Linked DNA regions of Mus musculus: region 2 is linked to region 1. A link is a contact called in public Hi-C data. All regions are on one chromosome and are shown on one strand. The core of a region is the stretch at or near the end of the contact, and the rest is flanking DNA. Distances in the headings are between cores, read along the strand shown. Region 1 has its middle 13 kb from the start of Gm34921. Region 2 overlaps Gm34983 (a long non-coding RNA gene).

Region 1 (5,615 bases), core at 2,967-5,466:
CCAGCCAGAGCTACATAGTGAGATCTTGTCTCAGAACAAACAAATAAACAAGCAAAACAATAAGGCAAAACAAAATTACCCCAGCTATTGGATGGCTTGAAAAAAAATCTGCACTCAGCTGGTACTGTCTGATGCTAAACTCAATTTCTCCAAGCCTCAGTATTTTCAACTGTAAAATAGGACATGATAACAGATATATTATAAGTACTGTAATTAATCCATCGTTAGAAGGGTGCCTGGAGCCTAGCAAATGCTTAGGGAGTATTTATAGACCCCAAAGGCAAGTAGGGACACAGCGTGTGTTCATAAAGTGCATGCGTAAAGCTGGGTCGTGCACTTTGTATACTCAGTAGGTATTGTAAAGTGAAGTCTTGAAAAAGGATCTGAGCCTCTGTAAGTCATCAGGTAGGTGATGGGCGGGTGTTGGGATACTGGTAAGTCTTAGGTAACTGTTGGCCTGGGAGACCATGGAAATGAATGGACGCTTGATTAATAGACTAAATTACTCAAGGACTCTGAGAAAGTCTTTGGGAATCTGACTTGCTTCTTGCACTTGGAATTGCAGACCATTTAGAGAAGAGAGAGCTTAAGTGTCTTTACCCAACCCCTCGATCATGCTAATTTTCAGTCTGCTTACTGTTTCTTTGATTTCTAGTCTTCTTTAAAGCTTGCCTTTCTATCTATCTATCTATCTATCTATCTATCTATCTATCTATCTATCTATCTATCTATCTATCTATCTATCGTCTATCTATTTATTTTAAAGAAATGTTTTGTCTGGCTGTCCTAGAACTCACGTTATGACCACAGCTGGCCTTGAACTCTCAGAGATTCACATGCCTCTCTCCTGTTGGGATTAAAGGTGTTTGCCACCACTAGCCAACTCAGTTTTGTTGTTGTCATCTTGTTCTGTTTTGTTTATTTCAGATGTAGGAATATTGGATCTTTAATTTTTCAGTTTTCCTTTTTCTGTGTTCTGCATGGGAAGCTCTAGATGTCCCTTTCATCCGTGTGAGATGCTGTTCTGCCGAGTGGGATAGACTCGGGAGGAACTGGCTCGTTTTTCTTTCAACTAGACACCAGATAGGGTCACCTTGGAAGAAGGGATCCTCATAATAATTTTTAAAAGCTACCATAGGATGGATCAGTATGCATGTCTGTGGGGCGTGTTCTTGACTGATACTTGATGTGGGAGATCCCAACTCCTGGTGGGTGGTTCCATCTCTGGGCAGGTAGTCCTGTGGTATTTAAAAAAGCAGGTTGAGCGAGCCAATAAGCATCACTCCTTCATAGCTTCTGCTTTGATTCCCGTCTCAAGTCCCTGCCCTGACTTCCTTCTGTGATGGATTGTGATGTGGAAGTATAAGTAAAATAAACTCTTTTTGCCCCAACTTGCTTTGGGCCATGGTACTTCAGCAGCAGCAATGGAAACACAGAGCAAAGCAGGGACTCCTCTGGCATTATCATTCAGCTCAGTATATCTTCTTATTTCTCTGACAATTTTTTTCTAGGTCTTATGCAATATTACCAGTATTTGGAAGTAGATCCTATATACATTTCATCATTGATTTCCAATTTACCTTTCTTGTGGTTTATGCATATGCTCTGTGTAATTTTGACATTTTAAAATAGAATTATTTTGTGGCTTAGCCATATCTTGATGGCCAGGTCTTGGGCTTTCAAAAAAAAAAATACGTTCTGTAATATATGGTACAGTGGTCTATAAATAAATATCCATATATTCCTGGTGGGTGTTAGAGTTCATGCCATTTTTCTATTTATTGTTTGATAATTTCATACTCAAATATGTGTTTTCCATATTCCATTTCCACACTCTATTCCTTCCAGTTCCTCCCACATCCCCACCCAGTCCACCTAGTACTGCCAGGATGTACACCAGCATAGGACCACAGGAAACTAGGTGGTATATGGAGAAAACTGTCTCTCCCCTGGCAGCCATCAGTTGCCAATGGCTCCTCAGTTAGGGGAAATCATACTTCATGAGCCTTCTACTGCTCATGCTAGAATTTTGGCTGGCTTGCTTTTATGGAGGTCTTTTGCATCTCACTGTGAGTTCACGTATTATACGTGGACCCTATTGTGTCTGAGAAACGCTGTTTCGCAGCAGCTGTTCCTTACCTCTGGCTCCTACAATCTTCAAGCATCTCTTCCATGATAATCTCTGAGCCTTGTATATATATGTATATGTATATATATACGTATATATATACGTATATATACGTGTATATATATACATATATATGTATATATATACACACACACACACACACACACTAGATTTTAATAGTCTGCCTATTATGCAGGGTAGCAGGGTAGTCTCAAACTCACAGCAATCCTTTTGGTTCAGTTCCCCAAGTGCTAAGGTGATGATGGGTGTGGGCAACTCTACCCAAATTCTATCCTCACTCTCAAAACTAACAAGGATATGTATATATTTCTACGCAACTATGATTATATTCACAAATCCCTCTGGTTACCTTCTTTTAGATGGACGCACACACACTGGGCCTTCTTATTCCTTCTCAGCCAGAAGAGTTAGCACAAATTACAAATGCTGAGGTTCTCGCCATTCACAAAAGATCATATGATGCTATATCAAGGATGCCAGATCAAACTCACCAATACTGCCACTATATTAAGGTATAGCAACACCAAGAATTGCACCCTGCCCCCCCTAACTCTCCCTTCTTACTCTCATGATAGAAGATGTCAAAGATGTAATGGAGAAATCAAAGATTGCATTTATGGATGCATGAGATCTGTGCATTTGCTCGACAGTGTTTTAATCCCAGATCTCTGTTTCCTTCCACCCTGTGCCACAAGAAAATAACACGTTAAACTGCTCACACCACTCTGGGTCTAATGGGCTAAACTGAGGAGCAACTTTACAGAAGCTAATGTCCCAGGTAAGGTGCCCAGGAGTGGGGTGGTAGGAGACAGAATAATTGTCCTTGCAGGGCCTGCCTTCTGCATTTCAAGGGCTACACATGCTATCTCTTTTGTTTCCCCAGTGTCAGCCCTGAACTTAGGGCAATGATGCTATGATCCTTCTGTCTTCTCAGGGGAAAGCTTAAGCTCTCAGGCGACAAGACCACTCTGAAGCAAGCTTTGCAGTCTCTAACTAGGCAGTGGGTGCAGGGCAGGAGGAGAAATAGAAGAGGCAGCTCTCTGTCCTCCACGGGACAAATGCCTTTGTGAGCCTTGGGGAACCTGTTGCTGTGTTGGCCAATCAAGACTCAAGACTGTCCTAAGCTGGCCTTGCTTTTGGCAACAGTAGGGCCTATGTTTGTTTCCAGAAATCACGGTGGCGATCACAAAGAGGCTGTGTTCACATGTAATCTGGCTTGACAGAAATTAATTTTTAATAAGAGACTCCATTCATTCGGTCACATCATTGCCCTTTGGGGCCTGTGTCAGGGTCAACCATCCAGAGCTGGCTGCTGTGCTCTTGGCTATAGCCTGGGGCGTGTTTGCGCTCTTGCGCATGCGCGCACTAATGTGCATGCCAGTAGAGGGGGTTGGGGGTTGAGGAGCGTAGACTGGTCATAGTCAGCTTACAAGTCGAGACCAGGTATTAGTCTAATCAGAAGCTGAAGGAGGCAGGAAGCCCACTTATTTCTTTGTTCTCCACACCCCCGCAAGACACTGTGTCTAGTGCCTTGTTTGGTGGCTACCTTCTTCACAGACTCAAGGTCTCATGGACCTCGGGACAAGCCTTTCACTATGGTGGTGTTAAGGAACGCTTACTTGGCACTGTTATTTAATGGCAATACTCAAAAGGTACAGCATCATCAGCTCCATTGCAAACAGCTGGGAGTTAAGGGCCGCCCTCATCCCTGTACCAAATCATCTCGCCTCCTTATTTCTGCTCCTCCTCACTGTTACACGGAGGCGAAGCAGCTCCCCTATCTGTCCCACCTCTCCATGGAGTTACTTGAAATAACGGTACTCCATAGGCCTTGAGTCATGAGCAAATTCTCTCCATGCCATTCACCTAATCCCCTCGAGGTGCTCGTCTTTGACTTGTTATCAGTAATGATGTGGGGGTGGGGTGGGGTGGGGGTGGGTGCTTACCCCATTTTCAGATCTGGGGCCTTCTGTGTCTTTTTTCTTTTGGTAGTTGCTTCCATCTTCCTGTCCCCTCCTGCCGCACCCCCAGGAAATGCACTTTTCTTTCTTTCTTTTTGGTTCTGCTAAAAGACAGAAGCTCGAGCGAGGCTCTGCCTTCTCAGTGTGGGCGGCGCTGCCTTTCTCAGAACCGCACACTTATCCTCCAGCCGCCTCCAAAGGCTTTATCAGGAGACATGGTGACTTCTCTCCTAAATTACACAGATAGGTTTAAAAATAGGGTTCAGGGTTTCCTTGTCAGGAGAGCTGTCAGCCGGCCCACTTTTGACACCCTTTCTCCCTCCCTTTGTTGGTACACGTCAAAGCATTTTTATTTTTATTTGAGAAGTGTTCTGCTTAAGTTTTCTGGAGCCTTTAAATTACCAGAAACGTTAGTGGGGGTGGGGGTGGGGGTGGGGGTCTGGAGAGGGATGGGGGGTGCTTAAAATGATTCTTCTTCCTGACTTAAAATCTTGAGCAATTTGATTTTCTGTGCCTTCCTGTCTTTGCATGCACATTGTCAGCATGAAAATGAATTGTAGAAATCTATTTTGGTGGAGGCAAGAGCCCTGATGTACAGAGCTCTGCTTTGTGTCAAGGCAGGGATACGTTTTTAGGGCATAAAGTGGATTTGGTATGACTAACTGTGCATAGTGAAAATGGCAGAGGCCGTGAAAGATGAACTGAACAAGAGAAGAAAACCACACAACAACATACCCTGTAAGTAGAAACAAATTAGCCATAGTAATAGCAACTAGACCCCACCACACATGCTCGTAGTGGCACAGAGAATGGCCTGCCTCTTGGTAGAAGTTCTTTTGTTAATTCTTTCCCTCCAGAAAACAGAATTTGGGGCAACATCTTGTTCTTTGTGTGGGGGAATGTAAAACCCTCCTTCCCCCGCCCCCTGTAACCTTTTGCTTTCTCCATTCCTTTCCTCTTATCTGTGCTTTTCCGTTCCTCCCTTATATGGCCATGGCCGGCTGCCCTCGGAAGTCCAGGAATTTGAATGTTATGTGAAAGGGTAATGCTAATTGGGCCCAGTAACATTCATGTCGCCTGGGAGATGTATGGGGGTCACCAAGTGAGAGACCAGCGAGTATCCACATCTGCTGTGAGGCTTTTCATTGCTTTCTCTCCAAACACCAGTCTTAGCTAATGGCCCCAAGCCCTGCTGGCCCGTTCCCCTACCCGGGGCCAACTGTTGCCTTAATGATCAGGGCAAAGATTTCCTTAATATTTCAGCACTGGAAAAAAAAAAGAGAGGTGTGCATTTATAATCTCATGTATTGCACCCAGAAGAAGGTGCGAGAGAGAAGGGCAGGTATTATTATATCATGTCCACTTTGCAACCGAAGAACTGGAGGCTTTAGTTCCTAGTTATTGCTCGTGATGGCGCTCATTAAAGGCAGAATCCGCTTCCCCTCTCCCAGCCACAGGCTCCTTGGCGCCCTGTTTGGGTGGATTTCCTTAAACAAAATACTTCC
Region 2 (6,012 bases), core at 3,381-5,880, 190 kb after region 1:
AGAGCCTGAAGAGGAGCCAGAAAGCGTATGAACTCAAGTTTTAGAAGAACTGAACTTTAATATACTTCTCTGTTCTACCTTCTCCTCCACCTTATATAACATTGTGTGATTGACTCATTCACCCCGTCTCCCTCCTACTTCCACCAAGTTATCAAGGTAAATTCTCAGTAGTGGCTCAGACATTTCTAGACAGGTCATAGCTGTCTAGATAGGTTTTGTTTACATCTACAATGTTTAAAACTTTTCCAATTTATTTTTACATTATCATAAAAAAACCAAAACAACAAACAACAACAACAACAACACCCTATGTTTTTTGACCTCTGTTGTAAAAGGAAGAACTGTTCAGCTAGACCTGTAAATTTCATGGAGTAACCCTCCATCTCATTCCCAAGAGCTGTGAACTACATATAGACTTTGTCACAGCTCCTACTATCCTCTAGTGTCTCCTTGACACTGGTGCTGGGTTGACTTTTATGATCAAACTGGACTATTGTGCCAAATTGTAGGATAAAACCTGGACTTTTTCCAAGTAATGAAAAACAGATGGGGATGTATGTATCTTATTCCATGAAAGGGAGAAGTTGAATCTACTACTTATAAATACAAACTCAATTCTCAAAGATTTAAGCTGTGACCAGAATTTCTCTCGTGCCCTTCCCCCAAACTTGAGTTGGCTAAACAAATCTCCATCTAAGACTGACAACCAGGGACCTGGGGCCTGGCCTACATTTGCATCTTCCTGACTGAGCCTTGAGTAGCTGACTGCCTACTGAGCTTACTTTGCAACTCAATGCAGTCGAAACAAAGGGATGGGGTTTTGGGTTTTGCCTATATAAACTCAGGGCTGAAAATTAAACTTTGTGCTTTGATCAGAGAACCTTTGTCTTGGCTCCTTATTTCCCCTCCTCCACCATCCTAATCCATCCACAGCTCTCCTTCCAGGTGTACCCGGTACTCCAGGGCTGCTGGACAGCTACAGTCTCTGGCTCACCTCATCAATGTTCCTTGTTTGGAGCAATTGGAAAATAATGTAACTGAGAAGTATTGCTTTCAGGAACCTACTTCATGTCACCATGTTCTCAGAGATAACAATGATGCAGGAGGAAGTGAACTTTGTCATTTCACCATTTTTTTTTCCACTAGAGGAACCCTCTACATTCAAGGGTCTATATATATATATATATATATATATATATATATATATATATATATATATATATATATCCAATGTTACCCATCCACTTCCCCACACAAAGAAATCCTTGCTTCTGGGACCCAAACTCTGGTCTCATGTTTGGTCTCCAGTAAGCATATATGTGTAAGTATCCTGTGCGACCTGGATGGGGAGCAGACACAGTGGGTGGTCCTGATGGAGGGTGGGGGAGATGGGCCACTGATTTGAGTTCACAACTAACTGTGGAAGATATAAAATGAACAGAGCCATGGGTATTTTATCAAATGCCCGTGACCACATCGAATTGACAGTCTCCTTTGTGCTGCTTGTTCTTGTGTCATAGTACTCTAAGATGCTCGGTTTACCAAGGATCTCTCAAGCAGTGCTAAACTTCCTGGTTAAGGTTAGGGTTGTCGTAGCGAGGCTACATACAGAGCTCATCTACTATGTAGGAGGCCCTGGGTTTGATACTCAGATCCACAAAGCAAAGCAAAGCTAAACAACTGAAACAGTCCAGGAAGTTCTTTTCTTTACACATGGATCCAAACTTTGATGTAGACTTTTAGTATTATTATTATTATTTATATTAAGGAAGAATGGATTAAGAAATCTTATCAGAGCCAGGTGATGTGGTGCACCCCTTTAATCCCAGCACTCGGGAGGCAGAGGCAGGCAGATTTCTAAGTCTGTGGCCAACCTGGTCTACAGAGTGAGTTCCAGGACAACCAGAGCTATACAGAGAAACCCTGTCTTGGAAAAAAAAAATCTTATCAGGACACAAATGGGAAAGGCTTGTGGGTGGAGATGGTGACAGATCTGGGAGGGAGATGAGAGAGTATGTGTAAGAGTAGTCAGAATGTATTATATACACATATAAAATTGTCAAAGGACAAATTTAATAGATGTTTTACACACACACACACACACACACACACCCTCATACAAATAGTCCAGGCTCTCTAAGATCAAAGTGAGACATTGGGCAAATATGACTCAAACCCTCTCAACTTTTGCATATGAACTTTCAGACACAGATAGCTATCAACCATAATGTGAATGCCTATAGCACCCACAAATTCAGATTATATGGGCATATGTCTTTGCTGGCTTCTGTGCACAGTGGGAGAACACAGGACCCACTACCAAGTTCTGAGATCACAATTAGATGGTGTCTTAGGGTTTTACTGCTGTGAACAGACATGACCAAGGCGATATATATATCTCCAACATTTGATGGGGGCTGGCTTACAGGTTCAGAGGTTCAGTCCATTATCTTCAAGGCAGGAACATATCATTGTCCAGGCAAGCATGGTGCAGGAGGAGCTGAGAGTTCTATATCTTCATCTGAAGGCTGCTAGCAGAATACTGACTTCTAGGCAGGTAGAATGAGGGTCTTAAAGCCCACACCCACAGTGACATACCTACTCCAACAAGGCCACATCTACTCCACAGGGCCACACCTTCTAAAAGTGCCACTCCCTGGGCTAAGCACATACAAACCATCACAGATGGTTTGTATAGACATATAAGACATATAGACATAGATAGACATATAAGAATAAAATAATTTAATAAAGTTTAAAACTTCACCGTATTGGGTACCCACGCTACCTGAGAGTCTATGGCAGAGAAGGACATAACTTATTGTCACATTAGGGGAAATGAGAACATTTCTTCCAAGTCAAGTAAACTTGAATAAATTAACATCTTCCCTGGGGGACTCATCAGACTTGATGATCTGGTCACCAGTGTGAGGATAGCAGAGTATACATTACACTAACACTGTTAATACAGGGCCACAGCAATTACTGGAAAACCAGAAAAACAAACATCTTATTTTATACTTCATTCAAACCGTTTCTTGCCTACAAAGCTTTAGCCTACAGCCCTAGAAGTTTTTTATGGCTTTTCTTTTTTAAAAACCACAGGTATGTACTCCCATTCAAATTAAATCTTCAAAATGGGATAAAATTTAGGCTACTGAGTTTATGTATTCACTCAACAAATATTCACTTTAGGCTAGGAGTATAATGTTTCACTAGCTATCCTGTAAAATATGAGACAGATATAAAGGCAAAGAGAACACAGTAATTCACTATGGTGCACAACTGAAAATGTTTTGTCAGCCTGGTGGTAGACGCATATGCTTTTAATCCCAGGATTTTGGAGGCGGAGGCAGGCAGATTTCTGAGTTTGAGGCCAGCCTGGGGGGTTCAGGGACAGCCAGATCCACACAAAGAAAACTGGTCTCCAAAGCCAAACAAAAACAAACACAAACCAAAAAGGAAAAAAAAAAGACAATGTTTTTGTTGTCACAGATGTTTGTTAGGGATATAGATGCAGCTATCCATTAGGAAATCGTCCCCATACAGACACCTCTGAGAGTGTACATGTGTCAATGCACTCCAGACAATTAAACCTCCCTAAAGTGCTTCTTGAAGACCCTAGGCTGTCTCCCTGCAGCACTGTTCTGACTAAATGCATCATCCCGTTCAGCTAAACAGTTGGCTTTATTTTTCCCTCAGTAACAATTGCTGTTTTTATATCATACCTCACAGGACTTCTTTCATTTATACACTTTGTGCTTCCCTGGTATTCATTTTGACAATAACAGCAGCTGTGGTAGCAAGAAGAGAATTAAAACGGAAATCCCTGGGAAGGTCTGGCTTTTGAACAATTCCTTTCCAATATTGCCTTTGGCTGCTCTCATCTTTGTATGACCTTTGTAGTTCTGCGCTTAAAGAAGGATGCTTGGAATTGGAAAATGTGCTTCAATCATTGAGTACCTGACACACAGTCATCAAACCTGATGATGTAAGTTCGTATTCCTAGCACCCACGTAAAAGCTATGGGGTGGCGATGGTCTGTAGCCCCGACTTTTCCAAGATCCTTTCTCAAAGAGAAAAAAAAAAGTATTTGCAGGACTTAACCACCTCTCTCCTTCCCTCCTCCCGCCTTGTATATATGTGCATAATTGGCATGATTGTTCATATGCATCTGCACATGTGCATTTGGCAATGTGTGCAAGTCAAGGGCAAAGGGCAACTGTCTTCCTCCGTCATTCTCTCCTTTTTTGAGACAGTCTTTCACAGAATCAGGAACTCACTGATTGTCTAGACTGGCTGGCTGCCAGGTTACTTTCAGAATTCTACCTGTGGATTTAAGAAAGAAATAAATGCACATTTTTATTTGTTTATATCTGAAAAATGTAAGTAGTCTATTGACCTTTCTATAACAGTATTTCTACGTATTTGATTTTCCTTTTGCTTTGTAATGGAAAGACAATGAAAACAGACAGATTACAGCCACAAGCCAAAGGACCCAAAAGGCTTAAAAGATCAGCGCCCAGAGAAGGGAGGGAGATTCTCTGCTGGGCACACCCAGGACTTCTCAGAACAGGCCGCATTCCTGCAGGTCAGAGATTCTATGAGAAAAGGCTTTTTCTCAGTGACAGTGTAGCTTGCCCTTGACCTTGGGGCATGTTGGGTAAATAGTTGAAGAATGCCTCTGAAAGAAACATAGTAACATCTTGCATCTTTCTCCCTCTGTAATTTTAGGGCTCTTTCAGTTAGGGGACGAGAGAATCCTAGTGTTAGCTGCAATATCAAAGTCTGCAACTACATTCAGAAAATAGAAAGCAATTCAATATGTTAAGAGATCATAATGCCTGCATTGATGGAGCCTAGGCCTTGAATTTCTGAGCTAAACTGTTTCTATTTTGTGGCAGGAAGAGCTCAAGTTTCATCTTTTATTCTGGTGTAAATTCATCATTAATGCGTTTAAGGAGTAGATACAGGCCTGGATTGTAAAAATCTCTCTTTATAACATTAAGCAGTAGATTTAATAAAAAAGGCATCCCAGCCTTTGCGGGCTGTGTAAGTGACTGATAAGAACGGAAGCAGAACTGATAGGGTTTGATCATCACCACAGTGAAGTAAGTCCAAATGGACCAGGAAATGCACACGGGAGCAGGATGTCCAAAACACCAGCCAGGGAGATACTGACTAGGAAATGATACAGACCAGAAGATACAAGAAGATATGGGATACCTCAATTAAAAATTGGAGGAAAATTTGTAACTATAAGCATGAAATGACTAGATTCTCTAGTTTTTGGATATATGATCATACCAAAGGAAACACACACACACACACACACACACACACACACACACACACACACACACACACACAAACAGAGCTCCATCACTTCCAGGATAAAAACATCACAAGTCATGTTTGTACAATGCACTCCATCTGTGTGTACTGGAAAGACTTTAGAATATTGATCAGTAATGTAAGTAAATGCATGACAATCACAGGCAACATCGCTGAGTGTCCTTACAGTTAGACAGAGAAGTCATACTCTACAATCTGCCTGCACCGCGTTTCTGTTCTGAGGAAATGGAAATGAGTAAGAGGAAACGATTGTGCCGGAATGTGTGTATAACTATACCATTACCACTGATGAAGAAGATGGAGAACGTGGCCAGCTCAAATAGCGATGGGAAAGGAGACTTCGGGGCTAGTGTGCTCTACTTCTTGGCTTGGGATGCACCGTTTACTTAGTTACTTAAATTTTTATACGTATTTGTGTGTATGCGTGTGTGTGCAGCTTATATGGTGTAATAAAAACACAAACACAAACGCTGAGACCAACATCCAGATGAGATCACACCTTATCCAATAGGCTGAACTGGGCTTAGCTGTTTGGAAGGCAGTTTGAGTTGGCACCTCGGAGCAAAGCGTGTTCAACATTCAACATCTCTTTTTCATGTGACGTAACTGACTGTGGTCCAGGATTCACTTGTTATTATTGAAAATCCCATTCAGTGG

What was found. Hi-C and Micro-C count contacts between places; a contact is called where the count stands out from the background.
Region 2: a contact with region 1 is called in a Hi-C map of Sertoli cells, with 2.9 times the contacts expected there. The contact joins two enhancer-like sites. A contact is called at or near these places in 1 of 39 promoter capture datasets (liver), 1 of 15 datasets of contacts at CTCF or cohesin (the NIH/3T3 cell line), 17 of 484 Hi-C or Micro-C datasets (the AML12 cell line, the HPC-5 cell line, the MNK3 cell line and 13 more) and 17 of 115 datasets of contacts at active chromatin or transcription factors (the 230-238 cell line, the HPC-7 cell line, bone marrow-derived macrophages and 10 more).

The regions. Positions count from the first base shown.
Region 1 is chr10:99,280,810-99,286,424 of GRCm38.p6, forward strand. No RefSeq gene overlaps it. Among named protein-coding and RNA genes, the nearest start is that of Gm34921, 13 kb to the left of the region's middle. Within about 2 kb of position 4,217, at least 84 of the 459 cell types and tissues checked have an H3K27ac peak or open chromatin away from gene starts, as enhancers often do. A contact at or near this core is called in Sertoli cells and heart atrium, where this site is marked.
Region 2 is chr10:99,468,406-99,474,417 of GRCm38.p6, forward strand. All of the region lies in intron 1 of Gm34983 (a long non-coding RNA gene), which reads left to right. Among named protein-coding and RNA genes, the nearest start is that of Gm35035, 11 kb to the left of the region's middle. Within about 2 kb of position 4,631, at least 11 of the 459 cell types and tissues checked have an H3K27ac peak or open chromatin away from gene starts, as enhancers often do. A contact at or near this core is called in Sertoli cells and heart atrium, where this site is marked.